Regions from separate parts of the Mus musculus genome. Here regions 2 and 3 are each linked to region 1. Evidence: chromatin contacts called from public Hi-C data. All regions are on one chromosome and are shown on one strand. The core of a region is the stretch at or near the end of the contact, and the rest is flanking DNA. Distances in the headings are between cores, read along the strand shown.

The links. A called contact is a pair of places that touch in the nucleus more often than the background predicts.
Region 2: a contact with region 1 is called in a Hi-C map of cortical neurons, with 1.6 times the contacts expected there. The contact joins the promoter of Lca5 here to the enhancer-like site in region 1. A contact is called at or near these places in 7 of 39 promoter capture datasets (the C10 cell line, cranial neural crest, embryonic stem cells and 3 more), 4 of 484 Hi-C or Micro-C datasets (cortical neurons, nephron progenitors, palatal mesenchyme and 1 more), 8 of 115 datasets of contacts at active chromatin or transcription factors (craniofacial prominence, embryonic basal ganglia, embryonic forebrain and 5 more) and 1 of 9 other capture datasets (liver).
Region 3: a Hi-C map of the N1E-115 cell line shows a contact between it and region 1, with 3 times the contacts expected there. The contact joins two enhancer-like sites. A contact is called at or near these places in 1 of 39 promoter capture datasets (cranial neural crest), 2 of 484 Hi-C or Micro-C datasets (the N1E-115 cell line and nephron progenitors), 1 of 115 datasets of contacts at active chromatin or transcription factors (large pre-B cells) and 1 of 9 other capture datasets (adipose tissue).

Annotation. Positions count from the first base shown.
Region 1 is chr9:83,684,801-83,689,656 of GRCm38.p6, forward strand. No RefSeq gene overlaps it. Among named protein-coding and RNA genes, the nearest start is that of Gm2109, 4.2 kb to the right of the region's middle. Within about 2 kb of position 2,186, at least 64 of the 459 cell types and tissues checked have an H3K27ac peak or open chromatin away from gene starts, as enhancers often do. A contact at or near this core is called in the N1E-115 cell line, cortical neurons, embryonic basal ganglia and 3 more, where this site is marked.
Region 2 is chr9:83,438,470-83,443,325 of GRCm38.p6, forward strand. It overlaps Lca5 (Leber congenital amaurosis 5 (human)), which reads right to left and starts at 2,630. Exons shown (of 8, transcript NM_027448.2): 1 at 2,440-2,630. All of the region lies in intron 1 of Gm2087 (predicted gene 2087), which reads left to right.
Region 3 is chr9:83,555,605-83,560,460 of GRCm38.p6, forward strand. All of the region lies in intron 1 of Sh3bgrl2 (SH3 domain binding glutamic acid-rich protein like 2), which reads left to right. Among named protein-coding and RNA genes, the nearest start is that of Sh3bgrl2, 9.7 kb to the left of the region's middle. Within about 2 kb of position 2,012, at least 72 of the 459 cell types and tissues checked have an H3K27ac peak or open chromatin away from gene starts, as enhancers often do. A contact at or near this core is called in the N1E-115 cell line, where this site is marked.

The sequences.
Region 1 (4,856 bases), core at 936-3,435:
GACACAATGCCAAGCACTATTGTCTCGCTGCATCTTGGGTCAGTCTCAGAAGACTGGCCATTAGCAGTCTCATCTGGAGGCTTGGCTGGATGTGCTGTTGTGGGCAGAACTAATTTCTTCATGGCTGGAGAGCTCCTGATACAGGGCTTCCTCAAAGCCAGTTTGCTTTATGGAAGGCCAGAATCTCCTCTTAAAAGAAAATTTAGGTCAGACACAGCCAGGATAAACTTTTTATTATTATTATTATTATTTGTTTAAAAGTCAACTTATTTAGGATCTTAATTACATCTACAAAACCCTTCACATCTTTCGTGTAGAACAATATGATCGCCTTTGCCATAATTCTCAGTGAGAAGAAAATGAGTTTCGCCCTGAATACACCTACATTCCACACCCTGTCGATTCTCAGAGGTAAAAAAAAGGTGAGGTGAAGTTAAGAAGCTGAAGCAAATACCAAAAGGGCCAAAATCTTACATCTCTATGACCAGGACCGTTTAATGTGGAGTTCAGGACTGGACCCAGACAGGGCGGGAGTGAGTTAGGGAGCACCTGAGAGGCAGAGCTCACCTGTGTTAAATGTTTCCCAGTGCAGCCGCTCGTTTCTGTTTTAAATAATTTTCTTTATGGTTTGCCATAAAGTGAATATTTTCCAAATAATCATCAAGAAATAAAGACCCCCAAAACTGTGTCTTTATTTATTATTATTATTTTAATATATCTTATAACAAGGCAGTCTGGATGCATTTGCTCTAGTTAGTATGATGTACTCATTAGAAAAAAAAAAGGAGTAATCACTAGAAAACTAAATCAAGCAAATCGTCAATACTTGCCACATAGTAACAAGGCCGTTTATTAACTAATTCACTTATAAGGTGGAAGCAAACTCTGGCTAATATTTTAAAACCATAACAAACTCAATTAATGTCAGCAGCTACTATTGATGCCTGATTTTATGGAGACATTATCATGAAAGGAATTTATATTAATTGAGTACCTTTAGTGTTGAGAAAAGAATCCGAAGTTCACTACTGGCATATGTAATATGATACAAATTTTAAGATTTACCAACTAAAATTACTGTTTTTCTTGTTTATTCTATAAAGCATCCTGTCAAACTAGTAATTTCACTTGGCTCCCTGTCTACCAAGACTTTCTAGGAACATGACAATTCCTTATCTTAATGATTTTTTACATGTAATCCTCTTCCATTTTATATATATATATATTTTTTTTTTCAGAAACGCAGGCACAAGGGTGGAGGAAGATGATCAGTCATAGCTGGGGAGATATAGCAATTAAAGTATTGTGCGGCTGCCCTGGCAGCTGTAATTTTAAAGATGAAAGCTTCATTTTTTTCCCCCTATCTACAATGCCAATTTCATCCAAGCTGTTGTGTTGAGTGCTACATGCACTTAAAAATTACATGTTTAAACTAATCAGGAGCAGAGGGAACGTAAACCCCTCATCCCAATAACGTGGGTGGACTATAAATCTGCTGTGCCTTTTTAACCATCGAAAACTAGGTCTGTTCAAAACGTATTGTTTCTAGAAGTCTGTCAGACAAATACAAAGATATAGATGCAAAATATTCACTGCAGGGGCTTAAGGAGGCAAAGTCTAATAATTTAGAGTAAATAGCAGCCGAAATATCCTCACCTTGGCATTTCTGTCCAAGCTAGCGCAAGAAGAAAGCCCACATTAATTGGTACGCTCAGAGAAACAGGCACTTAGAGCAATTAAGTCAGATGCAGGAAAACAGCCCTGCATTGAAAAGCTGACAGCGGGACCCGGGCACAATATCCGTAATGAGTGGCTGAGGATGGTAATGGATGGAGGCTTGGAGACTAATGGACAATTAATGTAAAACAGATGACTTCCCTCGGAGATGACGGTCTTTTGAAAGGCGCTTCACCTGCTGCTCAAACAAACGCAGCTAAAATGAAATGGGAAGAGGAATGAGGACTCACTGAAGTGAGCCGCAGCCAGCGTTTGTGTCCCTGCTTTCTCCTTGAATATTCGCAGAATCTAGGTCAAAGATTTAACGGGCTCTTGGCAACGGGGGCTGGGGGGGGGGGTGCTTCCTGTCATTTTGGCTTCCTGCCGTAAGGATGGCCTGAGTTGAAGGGTTGCTGTGGCAAGCCTTCCCAGGAGACGCTCTAGGGCTTCTCCTTGTGTCCAGGGGGAAGAAGACAGTGCCTGTCCCGATGCTGCACGGCAGTTTGGAATGACAGGCGCCAAGTGTCCCGGTTGTATGCACTGCCATAGAGATCCTGCAGAGCAGAGCAGTGGTTTTCAACCTTCCTTAATGCCTTCAACACAGTTGTGGTGACCCTCCAAGCATAAAACTATTTCATTGCTTCTTTATAACTGTAGTTTTGCAACTGTTATAAATCCTAATGTAAATATCTGATATAGAGGATGTACATCTAACCCCTGTTGAAAAGTTCCCTCAGAGCGAAGGTATGAAAAGGGGTCTTTCAACTAGCAAGGGGGGTCATGACCCACAGGCTGAGAATCACTGCCGTAGAGGGTCTCTTGGAGATTTGAGAGCCAGGTTTCTTTTCCAGTGCTTATTAAGGTAGGACAGAGTCCTTCATACCTGAGCTTACATAAGTCGAGGATAGGCTTGTCCCAGAAACAGGTTAAGCACCAAAACCGTAGAGCGAAAGCAGATGTCTGGGAAGAGACGTCCCTTTCCCCTAGGGAAGTGCTGCTGGGGTCCCTGTGGTCCCTGAAGCCTGCCTAGCCCTGCCAGAGGCTTGGTGCCACCTGGACTGAGCCTGAGTCCCAGGAACAGTAACTAGCTGCCATCCAGAAAAGAAGAGGAGACGATGAGCCAAGCAGTCCTGGAGAGAACTGTAACCCCTAGAGACAAGGAAATCCTTGTCACTTTCCTGCCTCCCAACACTCTCGGTGCCCAACTCTAAGGACACAATGCTATGACGCTGTCTAAGTCACTGGGCGCTGCATACTGTGTGGGACCATTTTCACTCCAAAGGTCTTGGTAATTTTTTTCACCTATCCTCCTCCATGTTTTCTTCTATTTACTCAGAACAGTGTATCTGGGCTAGCAAGTGTAGGAACGCAGTCTGCATGCTACTGAACACCCTTGAGCAGTGGCCTGAATACTACCAGAAATCTTTGCACTTGTAGAAAAACAGGAAAATGATTCTCAACTCACAGCTGTTTCCAGCTAACAGAATTCCTGTGAGAAAAAGTCAAGTGACGAAAACAAAATGTCAGCTATGTCACACGTATTCATATAAACAACAGCGTTGGGGAGAGGGCTCAGGGCCAGAGACAAGGCTCAGGGCTGGAGACAAGGCTCAGAGCCAGAGACAGGACCTAGGGCTGGAGACAGGGCTCAGAGCCAGAGACAGAACCTAGGGCTGGAGACAGGGCTCAGGGCTGAGACAGGGCTCAGGGCTGGAGACAGGGCTCAGGGCTGGAGACAGGGCTCAGGGCTGGAGACAGGGCTCAGGGCTGGAGACAGGGCTCAGGGCTGGAGACAGGACTCAGGGCTGGAGACAGGGCTCAGAGCTGGAGACAGGGCTCAGAGCCGGAGACAGGGCTCAGGGCTGGAGACAGGGCTCAGAGCCGGAGACAGGGCTCAGAGCCGGAGACAGGGCTCAGGGCCGGAGACAGGGCTCAGGGCTGGAGACAGGGCTCAGGGCTGGAGACAGGGCTCAGGGCTGGAGACAGGGCTCAGGGCTGGAGACAGGGCTCAGGGCTGGAGACAGGGCTCAGGGCTGGAGACAGGGCTCAGGGCTGGAGACAGGGCTCAGGGCTGGAGACAGGGCTCAGGGCTGGAGACAGGGCTCAGGGCTGGAGACAGGGCTCAGGGCTGGAGACAGGGCTCAGGGCTGGAGACAGGGCTCAGGGCTGGAGACAGGGCTCAGGGCTGGAGACAGGGCTCAGGGCTGGAGACAGGGCTCAGAGCCGGAGACAGGGCTCAGGGCTGGAGACGGGCTCAGTGGTTAAGAGTCTTACAGAAGACCTGGATTGAGTGTCCAGCACCCACCTAGTATGGCTTACAGTTGCTTAAAACTCCAGCTCCAGGGCATGTGACACCTCTGGCCTCCTAGGACACCTAGACTTAAATGCACACACACACACAATTTAAAAATAATAAAAAGTAAGTCTTTAAAAACTGCAGAATGTGTGGGGATGGTACCTATGGAAGAAATAGAATCCTGTGAGAATCAACAGGACAGTGTCTTGAGAATAGCATCTTCCAGCAATACTGCACAGAAATTATATGTGACCAGGAGAATATTAGACAACGTCAGTGTGTCCCTACAGTCTGACTGGCTTCAGTCTCCATGTTCCCACCACCAGGGACCACTGGACAGGAAGAAATCTGTGCAACCAGCAAGTTATAAGTCCTGCCAGGCCCACTTAACGCAACACGACCTGGTCTGAAGATACAAATATTAACAGGAATGGAGATTGTGACTTGGCGTGTGTGTGTGTGTGTGTGTGTGGTGTGATGGGTGTGATGGGTGTGATGTGTGGTATATGACTGTGTGTATGTGTGATGGGTGTGTGAGTGTGTGTATGTGTGTGTGAGTGTATGTGTGAGAGAGTATGTGTGGTGAAAGTGTGTCTATATGTGTATGTGCATATGTGTGGTATGTGTGTGGGGTGTATGGGGTGTATGATGTGTGTAGTATGTGGTGTGTATGTATGTGTGAGTGTATGATGTGTTTGTGTATATGTGGTATGTAATGTGTATGTGTATGGTGTGTGCTGTGTGAGGGTGTGTGTGTGTGATAGTGTGGTGTATGTGTGTATGGTATGTGGGGTGTGTGTATGTATGGGGTATGTGTAGTGTGTATGGTGTGTGTATGGTATAT
Region 2 (4,856 bases), core at 1,380-3,879, 250 kb before region 1:
ATGTGTTGAAATAATATTTTGGATTATCCAGTTACCATATATTAAAATTAACTTTACCTGCTTATATTTTTGTGTGCTTATTGAAAAATATGTACTTCACATTATATAAATATGGGCCTTTAATCCCAGCACTTGGGAGGCAGAGGCAGGCGGATTTCTGAGTTCAAGGCCAGCCTGGTCTACAAAGTAAGTTCCAGGACAGAGAAACCCTGTCATGAAAAACCAAAAAAAAAAAAAAAAAAAAAAAAGGAAAAAGGAACAATCTGGTTTGAAATGAGTACACTGGCTGTGGGCATCAGAAAGTAATGAGTGAGGCTGGATCAGATGGAAGCTACAATCACAGGCAGACTGCTTACAGAAACAAAGGATCTTTAGGATGGTTAAAGCACTTAGACATGACCTTTACAAAGGTCTACCTTAACCCAAAAATCAGAGGTCTGCGCTATAATAGCATAGCTAGGGATAGAGAGCATCAAAGTGATGCTGGAGATACTGAGCAAGTCAAATAAGCCGGACTTGGTGATGGACTAAATGTCGAGTATGAGAAGAAGAACCTGGAAGAATTCCAAAGTTTTTGACTTGTAAAGCTGGATGCAAATGCTATCATCTGACCGCATGGGGTTTATCAGACACAGTGAGTCTGAGGTACCTGTGGGCAGGCTAATCCAACTGGAAGTACCTACAATTACCTACCCAGAAGTTGGGAGAGATGCAAAACTGGGGGTGTGCTAGTAAGTTATGGATAGTAGAAGCCACCAGGAAGGATGGAGTTGGCCAAGAAACTATGGAATGAAAAAAGAAAATAGAAGACTGAGTTATGGAATGAAAAAAAAAAAAATAGAAGACTGAGTCGTGGGCAGAGGAGGGGGTGTCCCCAAGCTTGACAACAGGAGGGACTGCTTGAGTCTTTTTCTAGCAAGTCTGACAGAAGTAGTTCCGTGATGTTAAAGAGATACAGTTTTGGAAATATTTATTTTCCAGAGGCATCAACTGCTTTTGACGTCTGAATGACGGTCCATCAATTTAAAGAACTAAGAGAACTCGTCTTTCCTGCCACACATTTGAATAAACATACTAACCAATGCACAACCGATCACAGGGTGAAATACTGTAAATACTAATAGAAAATTGGAGTGTGGAGAGAGACTAGAAAGAATACAGATTAATGAGAATGAGAAAAATGAAACCTCCATTTACCCTTTTCCTGGATGCCTGTAGCTCTCTCACCCGATCCCTCACCATTTAAATGACTTTTTAAATTTACTTACTTATATTTGATTATTTGTGTGCTTGTTTAGTTAGTAAGTTAGTTATGTGAGTGTTTTGTTGAACGCCTGTCTGTGTGCCATGGATACAGTTCCTGGTACCTAGAAGGGCCAGAAGACAGCGTAGGATTCCCTGGAACTGGAGTTACAGACAGTTGTGGGCTGCCATGTGGCTGCTGGGAATCAAACCTAGGGCCTGTGGGAGAGTAGTTAGTACTCTTAACGGTTGAATCAGCTCTCAAGCCCTAAGTTATGACTGTTGATCCCAAAGACATCTATCTAATCCTGAACGCACGGTTGAGCATCCATGTGTATGTGGTCAAGCCTACTCTGCTTGGGCCAAGAGTTAAGACCCTCAAACTTCGGGATTGAGATGTGCAGGCAGGAGCTGGTCCAGGACAGGAAACACGCGCACACACACACACACACACACACACACACAATTAATCAATCCTAAAAGAAAATTTACTTTCATAAAACCTTCCTCCACACCCCGCCCCCACCCCACTTACCCAAATATAGGTACAAATACCTCCGTAAAATTAATCCTCACAATGTGTCTACCATTCACTGCACTTCTCTGGAGGAAAAATACAGCCCCTAGCAACTTGTTACCAACCAAAAGATACCATTACGTATCAAGCCCATGAAGTGACTAAGAATTTACATTCAGGTGAACTGGTCACACAGGGAAACACTGTTCCCTTATTCAGCTAGCGCGAAACAAAAGGCATGTGCATCCACCCCAACTCAGTTCTGCCAACAGGTAGGTTTTGCTAACTACTTTCATTCGTTCCATTCCATCCCTCAATGATGTATAAAAATAATCCACAGCCTGGACCAAAGTGTCTCTCCCCTTTAACGACAGTGTTAACAATAATATCCTAGACTGTTCCAGAGTCTCTGAAAGGCTCCGCGCGCCCTCCTTTCCCATCCCGATCTACACCAGTCTCCAGGGGTTTCTTTCTGGTAACTTCGTTCTTCTTTGGATCCGTCTGCACATGCTTTCCTTCTGCTTTAGGGGGCTAACAAATCCCAGTCTCTCAACTTTCTCTTCCTTCTCTCCAAAGCATCCGCCGATCAGCCCCGCCTCGCCCCGCCCCATCACGTCCATCCCCCCCCCCCCCCCCCCCCGGCCGCAGACCTCCTCTCTCATCCGAGGCCCGCCCCTCACCCTCCAAGCTGGCACCTCCTGCTCCTGCCTGGATCATCGGCCGATCCCCGAGTCCGACCGACAGCTACGGTCCGAGACCTAGAGTACCCGGACGCTGCAGACTGCGGTTGCGGGGAGTTTGAACTCACTCACTGTAGGGACCACGGCTGCGGGCGGCGGCTCGGCGGCTTCGGCTCCTGGGCAACGGAGCAGAAGCCCAGCTTGCACCGCGGGAGGACCGGCCTCCGCCTCCCCCAGTTCCCATTGGTTACTGGACTCCATACGTTCATTTCTATTGGTTATTGTGGCATCGGAAGGCGGGATGGCGAGGAGAGAGGCATCAACCATTGGTGGGCCGGTGAGGCGGGGAACCGCGACCCGCGAGGACAGTTGCACGGAGCCCAGCACCCAGGACAGACCGAAAGAATGCCAACCCTTCTCATAGAGGGACGCCGGCTCCAGAAAGGGTCTGTGGACAAAACCCTTGGAAACCGGCCCTATTTTTTTCTGAATATTTTGGATTTCGTTATAAAGAAATCAATGTACTTTTCTGGTTCCGCTGAAATTGATGTGTAGGAGGGTGTGGACTTGATATTTTCATGATACTGCTGCCTGGGTTCTGGACTTTCTTGAGATAACACATCTTGAATATGGCTTGCGCATGATTTTTAAGTTCTGAAGGAAATCTGGGGCTAAAGGATAATGAGAACACGTTTGTTCTCGTTATGTTTTCAAAGAATTGTTTTTAAAGGAAATATTCTGAAGTGCATGACAGTGGGCTAAGGGCAGCTAGATGGCTAATTTTTCTTTTAAACTTGACAGTGCACACTAAGCAGTATTAATTGCAGTAGGTAAAGAAGCTATAAAGAAAATCTTTTCCACGGGGGCTCTGACGCTCTCTGAGCTTCTCATCCAGACCGTTTAATAAGACTGTTCAGTTCCCGATTGAAGCCTGCTGTCATTTATACTCCAGAAAATAGATTCAGGGGGTAGTAAGCGGTGAGATCAGGATAGAACCACATGGCTATTAACTTCCAAATCTAGCATCTTTAGAGCATTTCTCTAACAGGGTAATAGCATTACTGGCAAGTCAAAAAAGTATCTAAAATTTTAGAAATCTCCCAAACAAAATACCTAATTGTGTATAACATTTTCAGTGTCCTTATTACACCACACAGTGTTACTCTATCAGAGATAACAATTACTTTATTTGACCTTGAAAAAAAATAACCAAAATAATTTATAGTTCCTCAAAGCCAGTTTTACCAAATTGATGTTTTAAAGATTTGTCCCAAGTGTGATGATAACTTCACCTTTCTACATGGCATGACTTTGATCTGCCATTTTTATTAGGACTTCAGTTTTCTGATTATACCATTTCACTTCACTGTGTACTACACAGGTTACAGCTTTCCAGGAAAAAAGAACTGAAGCTACCAAACCACATTTTAATATTTTTACTAATTGAAACTATTTAACTGCATTAAATATTTAACTGCCGTTTGTAAAGATTGTGTTTGGGGATGAATCCTAATCACAGTTGGGCACTCTGGGTTTGTATTCTAGTCTCACAGGAATTCCTGTTACTACAGTGCTTCAGACTCCCATTGGCCAATGAATGCCCCTCCCCCCCTTTTTTTTCCTGCAGGACTTTGCCATGTTTGATGCTCTATGGCAATGACACACACACACAAAAAAACCATTTCTACATATGTTTAAGAAACTGCAGTTTTTCCTATGAGGGAACTACTATTGCAGAATCAGAAGGACTTGTTAGAACCTTCAAACCATTTACTAGCCAGAGGTAGACATAGTTTTCCTGACATCAGACAATAAAGATATATATATATATATATATACACATATACATATATATATGTGTGTGTATGTATATATATATACGTGCATATAATCTTATAATTACAATAGCAGATCATCCTCAACAAAAGTTCAGTTTTTCATAAGATACCATTCTTTTAAAAAGTTGTGTGTGACAGATATGATCCAAAATGTGTGAGCCTCAGACAGGAATATATCAACTCCTAGCCTTGGCTATACACATAGCAAGATCTTGTCTTAAACAAACAAAAAACAACAGAAAGAAAAAAAAAAACAACCCCCCGCCCCCCGGGCATTGTGCAATGAAACACCTTGTTGATGTTGTTCTTCTACCAGTCAGGGGCAGAGCAGAGGGCAGTCCTTTCTTCATCCCTAGCCTGATGCCTGGCTTAGTAGCCAAAGCTGTTTTATGCCTAGGACACACAAAAATCAAACCAAATCCAGGCAGCACAGCACAGGAGGAGGAAAGCAGACCTGCATTCTGCCATGCCATAAGGTAGGGGCAGGAGAAAGATACCCAGAGACCTGCCCTCCACCCCACAGCATATGTAGGCCATAGACCCACAAAGCCCTGCCTACCACCAAGCTGCACATCGAAA
Region 3 (4,856 bases), core at 762-3,261, 130 kb before region 1:
AAAATGGTCAGTTTGTAACTCTGAGCCAGAAGGCGACCTTCCTGGGCCTTGGCAGTCCTTTGGTGAGAACTGATTTCCTGGGGTTAGGGTTACTGTGGCTGCAGAGTGAGACACTTACATTCAGATTTAAATCACGCTGTGCATTCATTAGTTTTCTTGGATTGACCTAATATTGCCTATCCATTATGCAAAAGAGAACTTTCACTTCCCTAATTAGAAATTCACTGAAAATCTGCTTTTGGTGTTTTGTTCTGCTTTGGAATTTGATGTGTGTCCCTAAGGCTGCTAGAGGTGATGGGACTTAGTGAGAAGGGGTTAAATGGCCACTTGGGGGGTGGTGCTAGGAAGGGATAAAAGAAGTTGTTGTAGGTCCCCAGTTTGTTCTTGTCTTTACCTTATGAATTCTCCCATTTCTACCATAATACCATGATGTGTCAGAGAGAAGCAGACCTTGTTATAGGGTTCTGAACTGTAGGGACAGCCTGAAGTAGGACTTTAAGTATTCAAACCTCTAAGCAAATATGTGTATACACACATACACACATATATAGTATGTGTATATATATATATATATATATATATATATATATATATATACACACACACACATGTCTATTTGTATGTATTTACACTCTTTGCTCTCACAATGGGAAGCAGACTAATATATATGCAAAACAGTAAATTAACACTTAGGGAACATTTCTGCTTCTGATTATGGACATTTGCCTTGGGGGATGGGAGTCGTCTTCCTAGTTGTAGCTTAACAACCTGCCATAGTTTATAGTAGTGGTTTCTGGTCAGTGATCCCCACGTGCCTGGGTTTAGCGGATGCTTGGTGAGAGATGGGAGGGAGGGAGGAGAGGAGACGGGAGGCCTAAGCTAGCTAGCTAGCGACTGAGTAATCAGGGTTCCAGCAGCTTCCCTCTCTCTCCTCCCTTAACAGGGGCATCTGCTGGCATCTGCTGCGGTCTTAGGAGCTGGCTATCATTTGAAAGTTCAGAAGTGTTATCTCTTGTATATTAGGTTATCCTCCCACTCCCCAGTTCTAAAATAGAAATCAAACTTGGAAAAGCATGTAATTGAATGTTTCCTTTCTGGACTCATGACAACTTTGCAGTGGGACCAAAAGCTGAATTCCAGGCCTGTCTACCTCTAAAGGCAGTTTGTGAGGGTCTGTGTTGTCCTGCGATGTCATGTGCTGCCCCCTCCCCCAAATCTGACAGTTTTGGCTGTCCATCTGTTACCACTGACGACAGCTTATTCCTGAGGGAATCTGACTGACTGTTCAGGACTGGCTCAGTGCCTGGCCAGTCCTGAGATTAAGGAGAGGTTTCCTGGAACTGACCCTGGTCAGGCACAGGGTGAGGTGTGCATCAGGGTGTGTCTACATTGTTGTAGACCTTGGTGGCCCCGGACCAGCACTACTTTGGATCTCCCAGAACAACAGCACAGTGTTGACCATGACTGAAGCAGCCAATTCTGACTGCCTAAGGATGTTTCCCACTGGGTGGTGGCCCAGTGCTTGCTTGAAAGTGGCAGGTTTTTTTGCCCTGTTGGATGTAGGGAGCTGGAGTGAAGGGCTGAGAATAAAAGAACCAGTGAAGTAGCTTGCTTGACAGGTCAGATCAGTGGTGTTTGGTAAATGCCATATGTAAGGCAGCAGCTACTGCTGCATTCCAGCCTGAAACCAAAACAAAGCAAAGCAACTGTAGCCAGCACAGACAGCAAAGCCAGCCGGTTGTGTTGCTTTGAGCGAGAATTGACTCCTCCATAAGTTTGGAACCCTGATTGACAGGAGCCTGAGTTACATGGTGGTGGTGGTGAGGGGGTTGTGTTCACATGGGTACATATGTGCATGCCTGTGTGTGTAAAAGCTATTGAGGAATGGCCTCCAGACGATTCGCTAATGGGGCATTTCCTAAATTGCTGATTGCAGTAGGGGGATCCGGCCTGCTCAGGAGTGTGGGCCTGAGCTGTATGAAAGGAGCTGAGCCTCTCCAAGGAGGAAGCGAGCTAGTCAGCAGCATTCCTCAGACTTTCTGCTTCAGTTCCTGCCTCGAGTGATAGGTTGCATCCCAGAGTTGTAAGATCAGAGATGAAACAAACCCCTTCCCTCCCTGGGTATTTTTTTGGGGGTGGGGGTTGGTAGTGGTGGTGGTTAAAGTTTCGGCACAGCAATAGAAAACAGACTAATGTAGTTGAGTGACATCAGCCGTTCGTTTATAAATGTAGGGTTTGTGACAGATGAGATTGATGCTGTGAGAGTTACCCCACAGAGGGCTTGGATGATGCACAGTGCTGGTCACTGTCATTCTCGTTGTGTTGCCCTCAGAAGCGATGGAGTCGTGTAATAGGTGCGATAGAAAACCATGACCCTGAACCATGTGAGCTCCTTAAGCATCCCCCAAGTGGTGGGCAGGAGTAACGCTAGCCTGAGGGTGTGTTTTGAGATAATTTTAGGAGAGTTTTGTAGTAATTTAAGTGTAAAGGGTTTTCTGTTTGAACTTAAATTACATATGATTTGGACACGTCCCCTAAACAGACCAATTACGGTGTCCTGCCGTGATTTTTTTTTTCACACTGTTAGGTGATTCACACGTTGTACCGTCATTTAGACCATATCTACTCACTGTCCCAACATGCTTATTGCTATGGCAATGGTTAATATGCCAATGAAATATCTTGAAATGTCCAGCTTTAGAGTCCTGGTTTGACTTACAGTTTCTGAGACTTTGTCCTGTTTCTTCCTAAATGACGTCAAGGCTTAGGGGCCAGCGACTTCCTAGAGCGCTGCTAGAGTCTTGTCTGTGACGAGCAGGATGGATGATTGCTGGTGAGACCTGCAGGCATAGAGGAAGGAGGATCTGGGCTGGGTCCCAGCTCTTATTCCCAGGTCTCAGACTGCATTTTCTTGTGTCTTTGAGAGATGTGTAAACAGATGAGAGCATTTCAAGTCTATCAGTAACAGGGAAGAGAAACGCGAGACACAGGTAGACTCGATGGCCAAGTGGCAACAGCTCTTGTCTCACACCAACGGAGGCGTTTTTCACAATTATGACTCTGAAGTTGAGATGCCTTTGTAATTTAGGGTGGATACTTTCAGCCCGGTTAGATGGGCAGGTAGGTGACGGTAAGAGAAGTAGAGAGTGGGGGGCTTTGTGGAGAATACCACAGAAACAGGAGGAACGGATGCCTGGAATAGTGTTCTGATTTGCAGAGCCTGTAATGTTTAAAGGATAGATGAAGAATTAATTTTCACCTGAACACAGCCATGTAGTAGGCTTCCCCCTGCCCCCAATCCTTCCAAGTGTCCTCTAAACTGATTATTTTAATGCCAATTTTATTGATGAGAATATCAAGGCACTGGGTGGTCACATATACTGGTATCATTCAGCTCATTGGTTCTAAGCCTCACCTTTAATTTTGTGTCCTGTGCTTTTCCCATTACCACGTTACCCCCCCCCCCCAGAAGAGCCCCTAAGTGGAGACTAGGAGAACATGGTCTGTGTTAACCCATCAAGCTCACTAGAGTAACTGGAGCGTGTGGTCTTGAGCTTTCCAGTGGGGTGGAGCAGCGTTCTCAAAGGGCAGTTCCAGCAGGGTTAGTGTTAGGGTTAGGGTTAGGGTTAGGGTTAGGGTTAGGGTTAGGGTTATAGGCACAGTGTCTATAGGGCAGGAGAAAGCAGAGGTTCTGCTTCTGCAGGAACTGGCAATTGTTGAAAAGGAATATGGTTTAAAGTGGAAAGGTAAGACTTCCTAACAGTCATAGTGCCTGCCATTTATACTACATGTAGGAAGTCCCTGGGGACTCAGTGTTTATTATTTGTATTCCTTGAAGTAATGAGGTGTAGTTATCATGCTATTTCCTGTCTCTATCCTAAAGGAAGAAGTCAGATTAAAGGGAAGGGAGAATAGCTTAAGGGACTGTTTAATGCTTTGTTGAGTGGCATGAAACTCAAATGTGTGATGTGCTTAAAATATTGTACTGCTGTGACAAAGTCATGTAGAACTGACTTCATGTGTCAAATTGGAGGGAGATAGGGTAAAAGGGGAGAAGAGAGATTAAAAGGATGTCTGGAACCCAGAGATGAGGTCAGGGGTAGAGATATTTGATATCGTGGGGCCTCTGATCAATAGGAGAGCTGCTGGGTTAGGTGGTGGTGGAGATCGGTGCCCTCTTCTTTTCTACTGTGGACCTTCAGTTCCTGGGAGAAGAATGTTTGTGGCCTGGCCACTACTCTACAAAAACAGTATCCAGGGGTCAGTATCAGTGTGCTGCAGCCTGCAGTGGGAGTTCAGTGCAAGAGAGGAGGCAGACCAGACTATTGGTGACTATTGGGCTGAGGAGAGAGTTCCTGTGGTAATCCAATGATGATCCAGAATTAGGTTGAACCCAGCCAGCCTCAGGAAGACCTACAGCTAACAGTGCTTATTAAAGCTAACGTGGACTAGACTCTGCAATCAGATCATGGTTTGAAAACCTTGTTGAGTTAACAGAGTTTTGGAAATATTGAGCAAGTGTATTTTAGGTTCTGTAAGGGATCTGTGTCACAAAAACACACTCAGGATGGCCTCTCTTCCTGAGGCGGGTGAAGAAGTCCTGTGGTCCTGGCACCTCACCTCAGCATGGCAGCATGGTACAAGTCCCCCAGAGCTATGTGGGTGGTGCCTTCATCAGGAATTAGTACCCTTGAAGTCTCCACAGCCCCCTACCCTTCCCCAGTTTCCCAACTGTAGACTTTGCTATTGAGCTTGTTGTGCCTTTTTTTCTTACAGTAGAAGTGGACATTTGTGTCTGTCAAAATTGGGAAACTGAAGTCTGCATTGATATCAATGCATGATCTGTGAAGACGGGA